2 separate regions of the Sus scrofa genome follow, and region 2 is linked to region 1. The links are chromatin contacts, called in public promoter capture Hi-C maps. All regions are on one chromosome and are shown on one strand. Each heading gives the region's core, a stretch centred on a gene start, on an enhancer-like site or on the middle of the called end of the contact. The rest is flanking DNA. Distances are from core to core; before and after follow the strand shown. Region 1 holds the start of VWA1 (von Willebrand factor A domain-containing protein 1). Region 2 holds the start of MIB2 (E3 ubiquitin-protein ligase MIB2).

The links. Promoter capture Hi-C pulls out the DNA fragments that hold promoters and counts their contacts.
Region 2: a contact with region 1 is called in a promoter capture Hi-C map of fetal liver, with 2.7 times the contacts expected there. The contact joins the promoter of MIB2 here to the promoter of VWA1 in region 1. A contact is called at or near these places in 2 of 5 promoter capture datasets (fetal liver and liver), 12 of 47 Hi-C or Micro-C datasets (blood, embryonic fibroblasts, epiblast stem cells and 4 more) and 2 of 2 datasets of contacts at active chromatin or transcription factors (alveolar macrophages and skeletal muscle).

The regions. Positions count from the first base shown.
Region 1 is chr6:63,693,697-63,700,127 of Sscrofa11.1, reverse strand. It overlaps VWA1 (von Willebrand factor A domain-containing protein 1), which reads right to left and starts at 4,933. Exons shown (of 3, transcript XM_003127501.4): 1 at 4,767-4,933; 2 at 3,150-3,707; 3 at 1-1,554. The coding sequence starts at 4,833. The coding sequence ends at 854.
Region 2 is chr6:63,782,570-63,789,598 of Sscrofa11.1, reverse strand. MIB2 (E3 ubiquitin-protein ligase MIB2) reads right to left here and starts at 2,399. Exons shown (of 20, transcript XM_021097467.1): 1 at 1,796-2,399. It overlaps LOC102160306, which reads left to right. Exons shown (of 5, transcript XM_021097587.1): 3 at 1,779-2,504; 4 at 3,398-3,575; 5 at 6,287-7,029. The coding sequence ends at 3,575.

The sequences.
Region 1 (6,431 bases), core at 3,684-6,183:
GGAGCTGGGATCAGGAGACGCTGCAGAGACGCGCCAGGGTGCAGCCCCCAGGGGAACCCTGTTGGTCACTGTCCCCACCACAGAAGCTCTCCACTCAGAAGCGGGGACGGCTCCCTGCGAGTGCTGGCCTTCACGCCTTCCGATCTCCAGAGTCCTCCCCAAAGGTGCCCTCTGTGTCCCAGTGGCCATCTGGGCTAGGAAGGCAGGGCCACTTCCCGGCAAGCACTGCCCCACGCCACCTGCGCGTCCTGGCGAAGACAGCCTCTGCGGCCCACCTGGCTGCTGCCCACTGCCCTCGCTCCTCCCTCCCCTTTCCAGACCCTGTCCCCTCCAAGAGGCCGTGGGGACCTGACCAGAGCCAGCTCCTTCCCTCCCCCATCCACCTATCAACATCCAGGACCTGAGTGGCCCATGGGGACTCAGAGCTGCCACCTAGACCACACTCCCTCAAACGGATGCTAGCCTTTGCCACCAGAGGCTCTGGCCCTTAACACAAGTGGGAGGCCGGGCTGCCCAGAGGCCCTGCAGCCCTGGGCCCAGAGCCCTCCAGGGTCCGAGTGCTCATCGGGCCCCTGACTCCTTGTCCATTTCCCCGCTAAATCCTGCTCAAAGGACGCCACCGAGAGCCCCGCTCCGGGCCAGGCAGGGGATGGGGGTCGCGACGACACGCGCTGCCGCCTGAGCGGCAGCGGACAATCAGGCGAGGGCAGACGCTGGAGCAGGGCGCCCACCTGCCGCGGGGGTCCCGTGGGCCAAAGGCCGGCCAGCATCCCAAGTCTGCGGTTTCGGCGGCGGGCGCCTCCCCCACCGGGCTCGGGAGAAGGGGGCCCTCGGGTGCGCGGGCGCGGCAGGCTCACGGCTCCCGGCCCCCGGCCCCCGGCGGCGGGGGGCGCGGGGCGCGGCTGCGCTCGCCCTCGGGCGTGCAGGCCTTGGCCGACAGCGCCCTCTCGCGGCCCGAGCGGAAGGCGGCCGTCACGGTCACCAGGTAGGCGGTGCCGGGAGCCAGGCCCTGCAGCGTGGTGCTGTTGCGGCCCGCGGGCACCTCCACGCGCTGCGCCGCGCCGCCCAGCAGGGGCCCGACCTGCACGTGGTAGCCAAGCGCGGCGGCCGGACCCAGCGCCGGGGCCCAGCTCACGCGCAGACTGCGTGGCCTGGCGTGCGAGACGACGATGCGCTCCGGCCCGGTCTCCTCTGCGGGGGAAGCGCCCGTGAGCGAGCAGGAGCGGGCAGCGCCCGCCGCCCTCCCGGGCCCACGCCCCCGGCGCCCCGCCTGACCTGGCAGCGTGCGCACCCGCAGGCGCTGGGGCCCCAAGAGCCGCACGTTGGACTCCGGCAGCAGCGCCACGTCGTAGTCCGTGTCAGGGTCGAGGCCGGCCCAGGTCCAGCCCGTGGCGTTCCCTGGCAGCTGCTGGCGGCGCGCGGTCCTCGGCTCGGCGCTGGGGGCCAGCTCCAGCACGTAGTAGCCGGAGTCGGTGGTCAGTAGGGGCGGCCAGGCCAGACGGAAGCCGCTGGACGTGATCTCAGAGGCCCGGAGCTGCTGCGGCCACATCGCGTCTGCGGGCAGGGGTGGGGGGGGGTAGTGCGGAGGGTCAGAGAACGGAGGTCCGCCTCGGGGGACTCCCAGATGCGGGGATCAGGAGCGTGGGGGAGCCTGGCCAGCCTCGGTCGCGTCTGCGCCCACACCAGATGCTAAGGATCCTCAAAACCAACCGTGAGGGGGCAGAAGGAAGGAGGTGAGTGCAGCCAGCCCTCCTCTTTGGCCCCAGCAGGGGCTTCCCTCCCGGCTCCCACCCAGTCCAGCGGCCTGGACAAGGGCCCTTCAAAAGGTGAAAGGGGTCCGGGGTGATGTCTGAGCACAGAGGACCATGCCCAGCCTTAGTGGCCAGCACAGGGTCTGGGGTCCACTCAGCTCTGCAGAGTCAAGGAAAAGGGAGCCCACAGTCCAGCCAGGAGATGGGAGGCCCCTGGAGAGAGGCCTGAGGGCAGCAGAGATGTGACAAACCCAGGAACAGCTGGACCTGGGGAGCTCCCTGCCTCAAGTCCCCAGGAGAGTGGGACAGGGGGACTCCAGGGTGGGACCTCCAAATGTCGGTTACTCCTGAGCCTGGATGCCGAGCCACAGGGGCCCATCTGAGTGATGGGGCAGGTGGGTAAGGCTGAGAGATGTCCGGGCAGGGTTAATGCTGGCAGGACCCAACTTCACCTTCGGGAGCCGCCAGGATGGCACTCACCTCGCCCATCCTCCACACTTGGACCTGCCCCCCCATCCCAGGAGCACCACCACCCCTCGCCTCACTGCCTCGCAGTCTTGGTTTTCCTGTCCGGCTGTTTGCCCTCTCTTCCGCTGCCCCCTCCCGGCTCAGCCATGATGGTTGACTCAGGGGCCAGGTGTCCTGGAGTAAATCTTCAGAAGGACCCTCTACCCACCTCCAACCCACAATCCAATCCCTTCTGGTCTCAGGTGCATGATTACCCCATAGGCAGGGACTCAGGAAGAGTCTCGGGGAGGCTGGAATTTCTCAGTGGCTGCAGCAAACCCTGCCAGTGACCAGGCCCTTCAACTCCAGCCCTTCCTCCCACGGGATTAGCCGGGTCAGGGGGTTCCGGAAGAAAGTCGGTGTGGTGGGGAGCTACTGGCCTCTGCAGCTGGCCTCCTTTCCAGCAATCTGGCTCACAGCCCTCAGTGGCTGTCCTGGCCCTGCCCTGGGGGATGCAGGGCCCTAGCCCTGTGGGAGCCAGCTGGGCCCTCCAGCCCTGGCCCACCCCCGCCAGGCACGGTGGGCCTGGCACACAGAGAGGGGCGTGAGTGGCAGAGTCCTCAGGCCTGGAATCTCCTTCCTCTTTCTCTCCACTTGGCCACATCCCACCAGATGCAGCCCCAAGGCCCACACCCAGCCCCCCACTCCACGGCCTTCCGGTCACAGGCCAGGCCTGTCGGCAGGAGTGTCTGCTCAGACCTGGCCCTCGGTCCCGCCGCAGCCCCGGGAGTGGAGCCACAGGTGAAGCGCTGGAGCCCGTCCCAGAGAAGACCTGTGTGCCACCTCCCCCTGCGCCCCCAGAGAGCGCCAGGCCTGCGAGTGCCTCAGGTCTCGCCCGGCCCTCTTCCTGATGCCAGCTGGGTGCCCCCAGGCCCTGCCCCTCCCACCTACCGAGAATGGAGGCCCTCAGCTTGGGGGTGATAATGTGCAGGTCATCCACGTCCACGAAGTGCAGGTGCTTCTCGGCGGGGGCCGAGGCGGCGGCCGACAGCTCCAGGAGGTTGCCGCGGCCGGTGCTGACGATGAAGACAGTGGCGCCCAGGTCCTTCAGCTCCTGCATGGGGGGCCCCACGGGGTCGCTGGAGCCGCCGTCTGTCACCCACACCAGCACCTTGGGCACCCCTGGCCGGGCCCCCGCCTCCTTGGCAAACAGCTGCTCCTTGGCGTATGCCAGCGCCAGGCCAGTGTTGGTGTCACCCATGCGCTGGACTGCAGCGCGTATGGCATCCTGGACGGCCGAGCCGGAGCTGTGCTGGCCGAAGGGGAACTCGGTGTGTGGCCGGCTGCCCACATGCACCAGGCTGGCACGCAGGGCCCCAGGGCCCAGGGGCAACAGGGCCGCCAGCCGCCCCAAAAACTCCCGAACTCGGGAAAACTCATAATGAGACACGCTGGCCGAGCTGTCCAACAGAAACAGCAGGTCCCCCTGGGGGGCGGATGTCGGGGGGCCTGGGGGAGAGGGGAGGGTTAGCCCCAGGTGGTGGCCCCCAGACAGCCTCACACCCAGGGCACAACCCCCAGGGCCTAAGCTTTCCCGAAGCTGGCACTTGCCTTTACCCAAGGAAGCACTGAAAGCCTCTCAGTCACACCCCAAAGTCGTGGGTCGGCACCTCAGCGGGGTGGGGGGGGTCCTTAGCCAGCAGGGGGCTCACACTCTCAGCAGTTCCAGCTCTGCACCCTGGCCTCATATCTGGGGCACCCTCTGGACTCGCGTCTCCTCTGCGAAGGGGTGCCCCCACACCTGCCCCGTCTTCAGCAGACTCTGCACCGGCTGGAGCCAAGGGTCCTGGCCCAGCCCCCTGGCTTGATGGGTGGATGCTTCTGGGCCACCCACCAAGGCTGCTCCCTCAGGCCCAGCTTCCAGAGAAGCAGCCTACACAACTCAGCCTCAGGTAGGGCGAGCGGTGGGAGGAGGGGGTGGGGGCCCAAAGCCGCTGGGGCGGCTGTGGACAGTGGTGGAGGGATGGGGGCCCGACTGCAGCCCCTCCCACGGCCTGGATGGCCGGGTTAGAGTGTCACCCCACTTACAGATGATGTCACCCCTCCCCTGGCCCCCCTCCTCTCTGGTCCATCTGGTCCCAGGAAGCAAGTTAAGGGCTGGGTCTACCCCTTCCTCGGGCACCGCTGGTGGGCGGGCAGATGGGCCCTCTCAGCACTGCCCCATGGGTAGACGGGGGCCTCGCTTCTGCTCCGGGGCCGTTCGCCTCAGTTTCCCCCAACCCACTAGGGCCACACCAACCTTCCTACCATCCCTCCACCAAGGGTCAATCCAAGGAGAGGGAAACTGAGGCAGAGACAAGCCTCCCGACACACCTCCCCCCAACCCCGTCCGGCCCCGAGAGCCCGCGGAGTTGCTGGGGGCGGGAGGGGGGCGCGTCCCAGGTGGGTGGGGTGCCCTGCCAGCCGTCCCCGCCCCGCAGCCGCGGGAGCAGGACGTGGTTCCAGGGGGACAGTGGGGGCTGGAGGGGCACGGGAGCCGAGCCCGGCCCGGCCGCCCGCCACACTCACCACGCTCCGCTCCGCTCCGCGCCAGCCGCAGGCTTAGGGCCAGGCCGAGCACCGTCCAGGGCAGCATCGCGCGCGACGGGAGGGCTGCACTCTGCCTCCGCTCGCCGCTCGCTCGCTCCTGAGCTGCGGGGCGCGCGGCCGCGCGGGCCGGATCCGAGCCCCGCCCCCGGGAGGCCCCGCCCATCACAGTCCCGAGGCCCCGCCCCGGCGGGGCGCGCACTGTCCCGCGTGCGGAGGCGCACAGGCTCGGGGAGGCGCGCTCACGCAGGGCCCAGGCGCGCAGCCACACGCAGCACTCGCTGGGATGGCACGAAGGCACACACGCGTGGCATGCACCCACACAGACACGAGCGTCTTGTTAATGGCCGTAAGGCCTCGGAATCCAGCTTGCCCCTGGCCCCCAGCCGGAAGCCGAGCTGGGAGCCACCGAGCGGGGTCATCCCCAGGCCCACTGCCCTTGTCTCTGCAGTGCCGGGAGTCCCCGAAGCCCAGGCCCACGAGAGCCCCAGAGGGTATGAGATGCGTCGGTAATGCCATCACCGGACAGGCCCAGGCCCCGGCCGCAGAACTGGGACGTGTTTCTCCAAGGAATGACCAGCGGAGATCAAAAGGGCCGAACTTAGGACGCTTTTCATCGGGAGGGAAAGACGCTTGAGACATTAAAGGGGAGCTTCTTGGAGGACGAGGCCTGGGGGCTGAGGGTGGCTGTTTTAGGCCATGTCCACAGGGACCATACTGGGCCTACCACCGATGAGGGGCCCAGGGCCCAGCTGACGTCAGACTCCAGGACTGACCACAGATCCCCAGCGGCGCCCCGGAGAAGCCCTCTGAGGGACTCGCTGTGAGCCAGGGAGCCTTGCATCTGGGGTTGTGGCTAGACCAGACCCGAGGTGGCTGCCTGCAGGGGACGTCCAGGGAGACACTCAGGCCCCCAGGGCAGATTCCTCTTCCGTAGGTGAGGCGGAGCTGAGGTCCGGGAGAGCCCCGCCCGCCTCGCTCCGGACATGCTCCCCCGCCCCTCGCCCTTTCCCAGCCACTCCTCCCTGCGGAGCTGGGGGGACATGGGTTCCCCACGGTGAGATGGCGGGGCCCTCTGAGCCAGGATGTCCCCTCCCTTCCCTCCTCCGGAGCGGAGGATGCTCAGCGGGGAGGACGGATGGGACTCAGTGGTTTTCCTTCCTCCCCTTCTGGCAGGTGAGACGCCGGCTGTGAGACACGCTAGAGCTCTGACTTTGCCTAAAAAAGGAAGCGGCTCGGCCGCGCTGAGGAGCTGCCGCAGGAACAAGCGAGAACTGTGTCCCCGCTGCCCCCACCCCCTTGCCGGGAATCTTGGCAGTGGCGGTGCTGGCTCAGCTCCACAGACCTCCATTTCTGGGACCAGAAACTGCCTGGTGCTTCTGCGTGGGCCCCAGAAGGTGGCAATGGGCTTGAACCCCCCAAAGTTCGGGGTCCCCCAGAGGGACCACACCTGGCCCCCAGCCCTCCAGTGCACGAGGCTGCTGCGGAGATGAGGCTGTGAGCAAAGGCAGCTGCAGGAGACCTGGGGGCCCAGTCGTGGGGCCCAGTCGTGGGGCCCAGGGAATCGCTGCAGATGCGGCTTGGCTCACCGGCCACCTCTAGCAGGAGGGGGCCGTGCCGGATTGGCCCGGTGGCGTCCCCACACCT
Region 2 (7,029 bases), core at 1,150-3,649, 92 kb before region 1:
ATCTAGATCTGCTGCTGGTTTTCCAGTTTTTTCCTTATTTTCTTTCTTCCTTTTTTTTTTTTTTTTTTTTTTTTTTTTTGGCTGTGCCCATGGCAGGTGGAAATTCCTGGGCCAGGGAACAAACCCACGCAACAGCAGTGACCTGAGGTGCTACAGTGAGAACACCAGATCCTTAACCTGCTGCACCACAAGGGAACTCCTACTAGTTTTTCTTAAGAAACTTCTAGCTTCTGAAAAGCAGAACTATTTCTCTCTCTTTTTTTGCATCCTTTAGAGCCCCACCCATGGCATATGGAGGTTCCCAGGATAGGGGCTGAATCAGAACTGTAGCTGCCAGCCTACACCACAGCCACAGCAATGCCAGATTCAAGCCACATCTGCGACCTACACCACAACTGCTAGCAACCCCAGATCCTTAACCCACTGAGCGAGGCCAGGAGTCAAACCCATGTCGTCATGGATAGGAGTCGGGTTTGTTACCACCGAGCTATGACGGGAACTCCCCAGAACTATTTCTAAAGCACTTGTTGAGACAGTATAGAAATAAAGGGTTGACCTTATTTTGACTATTTTATCAGAAAAAAAACTTTAAAAAGCTGCAGAGATTACGTCATATTGAGCCAGGAAGTTGGCAATTGCCTTTACTGAGCAAAATAAAGTTGCATGGAACTGAGACTGCTCTCAACAAAAGGCTGCCACTTCTCTCCTTGCACCTCCAGCTGAGCTGATGATGCTGTTTAAATCGACACCATATGTGGCACAGTCAACTGGCAAAACCTGGTGAATCACAGGCTCCTGTCCCATGGCAGCTCTGGCTAAGGCTGGGGAGAAAATCCCAGGTGCCCAGGGAGTCTGGCCCATTAAGAGCGAGTAAAGCCCTGAGACCTTACGTGGACCGTATGAGCACACCGGCTGAGGGAGACCCCCAGGAAGTACAGGGTGGGCATCACCTGAATTCTGGCCACCCAGATGGGAGCCCTCAGGCACCCAAGCACCGCACAGGACCTACCCTGGGCGGGAGCATGGCATTCAGATACTTGTTGCACCTGGAGCAACAGGCCAGAGGGAAATGGCCAGAGGAGGGGACCTGCCAGGAAGGGCCAGGTTTGCCAGGGCTCCCACTACCAGACTGCCTCATCCCCAGCCTGGCGGGTGCCCCCCGGGAGCCTATCTGGTACCTTTGCCTGCTTCAATTGATTCTGAGCTCAGAGAGAGGATTATTTACTTACACACATACACGCTCAAAAACAAGCCCAAGCCCCTCTGACATGGCATCAGAAGGAATCCAAGCTCGTCAACAGCTCACCTGTCTGGCTGTACGGTCGCTCCCCCCCCACCCCCGCCTTGAAACTAGTGCGCTACAGCTCTGATGCCTGGAGACGTGAGGAAGGGCCTCTAGCCCTGCTGAACTTCAGCGAAAGCCCTAAGCCATCTGACCCTGCGGGGCGGGGGGGGGGGAAGAGGCCAAGACGCAATTAGTACCCCGTTATATACGTGCCCATTCCCTGGAGCTGCCCCAGGGGGCTGCCTCCGGCCCTGCAGGGCTCCCTGGGGTCTGGGGCCGCCGGGAGTGGGGCCGAAGATTGACTCGGCTCTGCAGACGTCAGGGCCCCGCGCTGCACCCTGGGGGGCGCGGCCGGACAGGCCAGGCCGGTCGCCCACCCTTAACTGACCCTTCCTCACTCGCTCGGGTGCGCCCCGCCCCTGTCATTCGTCCCCCTTCTTTGAGAAGCCGCCCTCGCCGCTGCCGGACCATGGCCCCAGTCCCAATGCCCCAGTCGACCCCTTCACTTGCCCGGAAGTTTGCGTCCCGCCCGCTCCGCGCAGGGGCTCCGGGGGCCTGAGGAGCGCCGAGTCTGTCAGCCGGCCAGCTTCGACCTCAGTGTGTGTGACGCCTGGCCGGCGGGCTTCGACTGCTCAGAACCCGCCACCAGCCAGGCCGCCGCGCCACGCCGCGCCGAGCCCGAGCCCGAGCCCCCCGGCCGAAGCCACCCGAAGCCCCCGGCGCTTCAGGGTCTAGGGCCGCCGCGAGCCCTGCCGGGACTTGTAGTCCGCAGCTCCGAGACAGCGGCGGGGGGGGCAGGCCTGAACCACAACTCCCAGGAGGCTACGCGGCGCCGTGACGTAGTGCGCGTGTGGGCAGGATCTACGGACCCAGCCCCGCCCCGACAGCCTGAGGGGCCTCCATCCTTGCTTCCGCGGGAAGGATTCGGGTGGGCTCTGCGCCGCCCCAGACAGGGGACGCGACCACGTCCGCCGGCGCGCGCGCACGTCGGAGAGGGGGCGGACTGCGGGCTGCGGCGCCTCTCCGGGCTGTCACCACCGTGGCGCCCGTGCCCGGGAGGGCCTGCGGACACTACGGCCCCAGGCCTCCCCAGCTACCGAAGACGCGCACGCGCGGGCCCGGACGCGCGGACCAGGCGGCCACGACCTCGCCGCGAAGGGGCGTGGCCTGAACTGGGAGTGCGTCGCCCTCGCTGGCCTTACGTGGCGCACGCAGCCAGGTTCGGAAACGCGTTCGGTTGCCGTGGAGACATGATTGGTTCCGAGATGAATCTTAGTCACAGCCGTGGAGACGGAAGGGTTCAGAGATGAGTCGACGTCACAGCCAACACTTTTGATTTGAGTTACTTTAAAATAAGAGTAAGGCCAGTGCATTTTTTTTTTTTTTTTTTCTCGGCCGTACGCGTGGCTTATGGAAGTTCCTGGGCCAGGAATGGAAACCGAGCCTCAGCGGCGACCTACTCCACAGCTGCAGCAGTGGGATCTTTAATCCACTCCTCCTGGCAAGGATCAAACAAACCCCAGTGCATGGTTTTAATTGACGCAGAACTGAAGACTTAGGGAAAAACATTGGTCCTACGCCAGTCTGCCCAGAGGCGAATATTTCCAACCCTAATATCTTTTCCTGGACAGCAACCTCTTTCTAAACCTGAGAGCAGAGAGTGCTGGGGGTGGGGGAGGGAGTGTGGTTTGGCTGCACCTGCAGCATATGGAGGTTCCTGGGCCAAGGAATGAACCCGGGCCACAGCAGTGACCCGAGCCGCTGTAGTGTCAATGCTGGATCCTTAACCCTCTGTGCCACAAGATAACTCCTGGAAGTGCTGGTTTTTTCTTTTTTAGGGCTGCACCCTTCGCATATAGAAGTTCCCAGGCTAGGGGTCCAATCGGCGCTGCCACTGCCTACCTATGCCACAGCCATAGCAACACCAGATCAGAGCAGCATCTGTAACCTATGCCACAGCTTGTGGCAACACTGACTCCTTAACCCACTGAATGAGGCCAGAGGTGGAACCTGCATCCTCATAGATACTAGTTGGGTTTGTTACCAACGAACCACAATGAGAACTCCTGGAAGTGCTAGTTTTTGATGTATTAATTTTAGACATTTTTATAGGCTTCCCAGTGAGCTCAAAGAGAACCAGACTCTTAAAAGAACTCCTCACTCCCAGCCCATCCCGCAAAGGTACATTTTCCTGACTGTGTTTGAAATCATACAGCTCATCTCAGGAGTCACTGAAGCTCAGTTTCCTTATGCCTTGGTGTGGAGGGAATTCAACCAGAGGAAGCGATAGGTAAGAAGCGGGTTTGTTAATATAGGACTCTTGTGAAGGACATAAGCGGGCAGGCAAAAGCACTCTTCCCCAAGAATTAAGTGGGCTAAATTTCTGTAATCCAAGTCCACCACCTTCCTCTTCCCTTTTAAAAAATATTGCAGGGAGTTCCCGTCATGGTGCAGTGGGAACCATGAGGTTGCGGGTCGATCTCTGCCTCGCTGAGTGGGTTAAGGATCCCTCATTGCCCTGAGCTGTGGTGTAGGTTGCAGATGAGGCTCAGATCCAGCTTGCTGTGGTGTAGGCTGGCAGCTGCAGCTCCAATTTGATGCCTACCCTCAGAACTTCCATATGCCACAGGTGCGGCCCTAAAAATAAAAGCAAAAAAAAAAAATTAAAAATACATAAAAATGTTGTGGGGAAATGGGGTGCAAGAGGATGGTCACGCCCCACGACTTGGGGAAGTTCCTGGGACCGACCACTGTTGGGCTGCACACTGCAGGCCTGCAAGGCCCCATGCCTGTCCAGTTTCAAGACTAAAGAAAGAGCCTGGATGGAGTCCCCATCCTGGCACAGCGGAAACAAATCCGACTAGGAGCCATGAAGTTTGGGGTTCAATCCCTGGCCTTGCTCAGTGCATTAAGGATCTGGTGTTGCTGTGAGTTGTGCTGTGGGTCACAGATGTGGCTCTGGATCCCGCATTGTTGTGGCTGTGGTGTAGGCCAGCAGCTATAGCTCAGATTAGACCCCCAGCCTGGGAACCTCCATATGCCACAGGGGCGGCCCTAAAAAAACAAAAGACAAAAAAAAAAGACGACCCTGGAGTCAGCCACAGAGATATGAAGCTGCAGCTGCCGGCCTACGCCACAGCCACAGCCACTCCTGATCTGAGCCATGTCTGTGACCCACACCACAGCTCATAGCAACGCTGGATCCTCAACCCACTGAGCGAGGCCAGGGATTGAAGCTGCAACCTCATGGTTCCCAGTTGGATTCATTTCCCCTGCACCACAATGGGAACTCCGTCATAAGCGTTGCATCTTAATTAATCTGTTTCTTGCCATCACTCTGTCTCTGGCCAAATTCCTCCTGTGGAGGCACAAAGAACCTGGACCTCAGTGAGTCCAGACACCGGGTGATTCTGATTTAAAACCTGTGGGTTCAAGTCCCAATCCGGCTTTAGGCTAGGTTCAAGCCATAAGTGCTATATCATTTTCAGAGCCTTGTCTGCTGCCTACACCACAGCTCCTGGCAGTGCTGGATTCTTGACCCACTGAGCAGGGCCTTGGGATCGAACTGAGTCCTCGTGGATACGTGTTGGATTCGTTCGCATTGCGCCACAACAGGACTCCCTGGAATCCCTTTTTGGTTTACGCTCTTATTTGCTGAAGTCAGTCTACTGGTAGCTTCCTGGAAGGGGTACATGTCTGAGGTGTTTATTGTACTCTCATTTCTGGTGGATACTTTGGTAGCAGAACAGAGCGAGTGCCCTGTGGGGCTCCTGGGCACACAATTGTGCCTTTCTGTGTCCTCCGTGTCTGGTTTTAGGGGCTAAGCCTCAGCTTCCATGACCTTCCCTGAGTTCCAAAGGGCAGATTCACACCCTTGCTGATCAAGGAAGGGAGGGGATGCAGGGACCCTGGAGGAGCAGCCAAGAGGCAATAGCTCAGCCTTGGTTAGTTCCCATCGTTGTCGTCATGGCTCAGCAGTCATGAACCCAGCTAGTATCTATGAGGACACTGGTTCCATCCCAGGCCTTGCTTAGTGGGTTAAGGATCTGGTGTTGCCGTGAGCTGCGGCATAGGTCACAGATCCCGCCTGGGTGTCTGACGTTGCTGTGGCTGTGGTGTAGGCTGGCAGCTACACCTCCAATTCAACCCCATATGCCATGGGTGTGGCCCTAAAAAGACAAAAAAAAAAAAAATAGTGCTGCCTTGGGGCAGAGTCCTCAAGGAATATGCATAATATATTTGAGCTTTTCTGCAGAACTAAAACCCCCAACAAATCCATGAACTACTTGATGAAGCATTCTTCATTCGGGAAAAAGGTGGGGCACAAAAACCATTCCTGGGGACCACTCAATACCAGCTTCGAGAGTCACTGCCAGCTTGCTTCTCCCCAGATCCTTCTCCACAGCCCCATTTTCCGTTCCCCAAACTGTAAGACCACCTCCGAATCCCTTCCAAGAGGGACACAGTCTTTAAGGCACGAGCCTGCTGTGGCCCCCTTTGCAACACATCTCTTTTTCTCCTTCACCCAAAACTCTGTCTCTGCCTTTTTCTTCGGCAGTGGTGGACAGAGGCTGGGTGGCAGCAAGAGGAGGGCATGGCGTTCTAGTCGGGGACCTCCCATTGTGGTTCGGCGGGTTGAGAACCCAACATAGTATCCACGAGGATGTGAATTCAATCCCTGGCCTCACTCAGTTGGTTAAAGATCAGGCATTGCCACAAGCCGTGGGGTAGGTCGCAGACATGGCTGAGACCCAGCGTTGCTGTGGCTGTGGCGAAGGCCGGCAGCTGCAGCTCTGCTTTGACCCCTAGCCTGGGAATTTCCATAGGCTGCTGGTGCGGCCCTGATGAGAAAAAAAAAACAGAAGAAGAAAAAAAAAGAACTCCAGGTTGGAAATACTCTTCTTTGAAGTTTTTTGGAATGCTGGTGTTATTAAAGTGATAGGTTCCCAGGAGGATGGAGACAGACCCCCCCCAACCTTCACATCTGGCTGTTCACCTTAGACACCTGCTGTGGACACCCCCCCGGAATGTGGAGGCTCACGTTGGGCAGAAAAAACAGTGGTCTGAGCAAAACTACTGCCTGCAGAGACGAACGTCCCACAAGGATGGACTGCCCTCTGTCATGGGACTCGAGTCTCAACCCCACCCTTTGCAACTGACAGCACCGACGGCCCCAACCGAGCTGGGACACAGACTGGGACTTGAACCCACCGTTTTGAATTAGAATCACGCACCCGGTGTCTGGACTCACTGAGGTTCAGGTTCTTTATGCCTCCACACAGAAGGAATTCAGCCAGAGACAAAGTGAAGACAAAGGGATAGGCAAGAAACAGATCTGTTAAGAGAGGACACTTGTGAGAGATGCAAGCGGGCAGACCCGGGAGCTCTGCCCCAGGATCCGGTGGGCCACAGTTTTACCCTCCAAGGGGAGTGGGGGTCGGAAAAGCCCGCTTCTTCCTTACTGGAAGTAGCAGCTCCTCCTTGGTATCCGGCAAGGTGCAAGGCGTGTGTTCAGATCCGCAGAAGGGTGGTCCTCAAGCCTTTGCCCTTGGTCTGAACCTGAAGGCAGGCCTCGCCCATCCCCCACCCAAGGGCAGTTCTCACGCCTCCACCAGCCGAGAGCCTGCCTTGTGCTGCCGGCTTTCCCGAGTAGTTTATTAACTTACAGGGATCTCTCAGCGTCCCCTAGTTCCCCCCTCCACCTGTGACCCTCTGCGGGGACTTCCGCAACCTGTCACCCGACG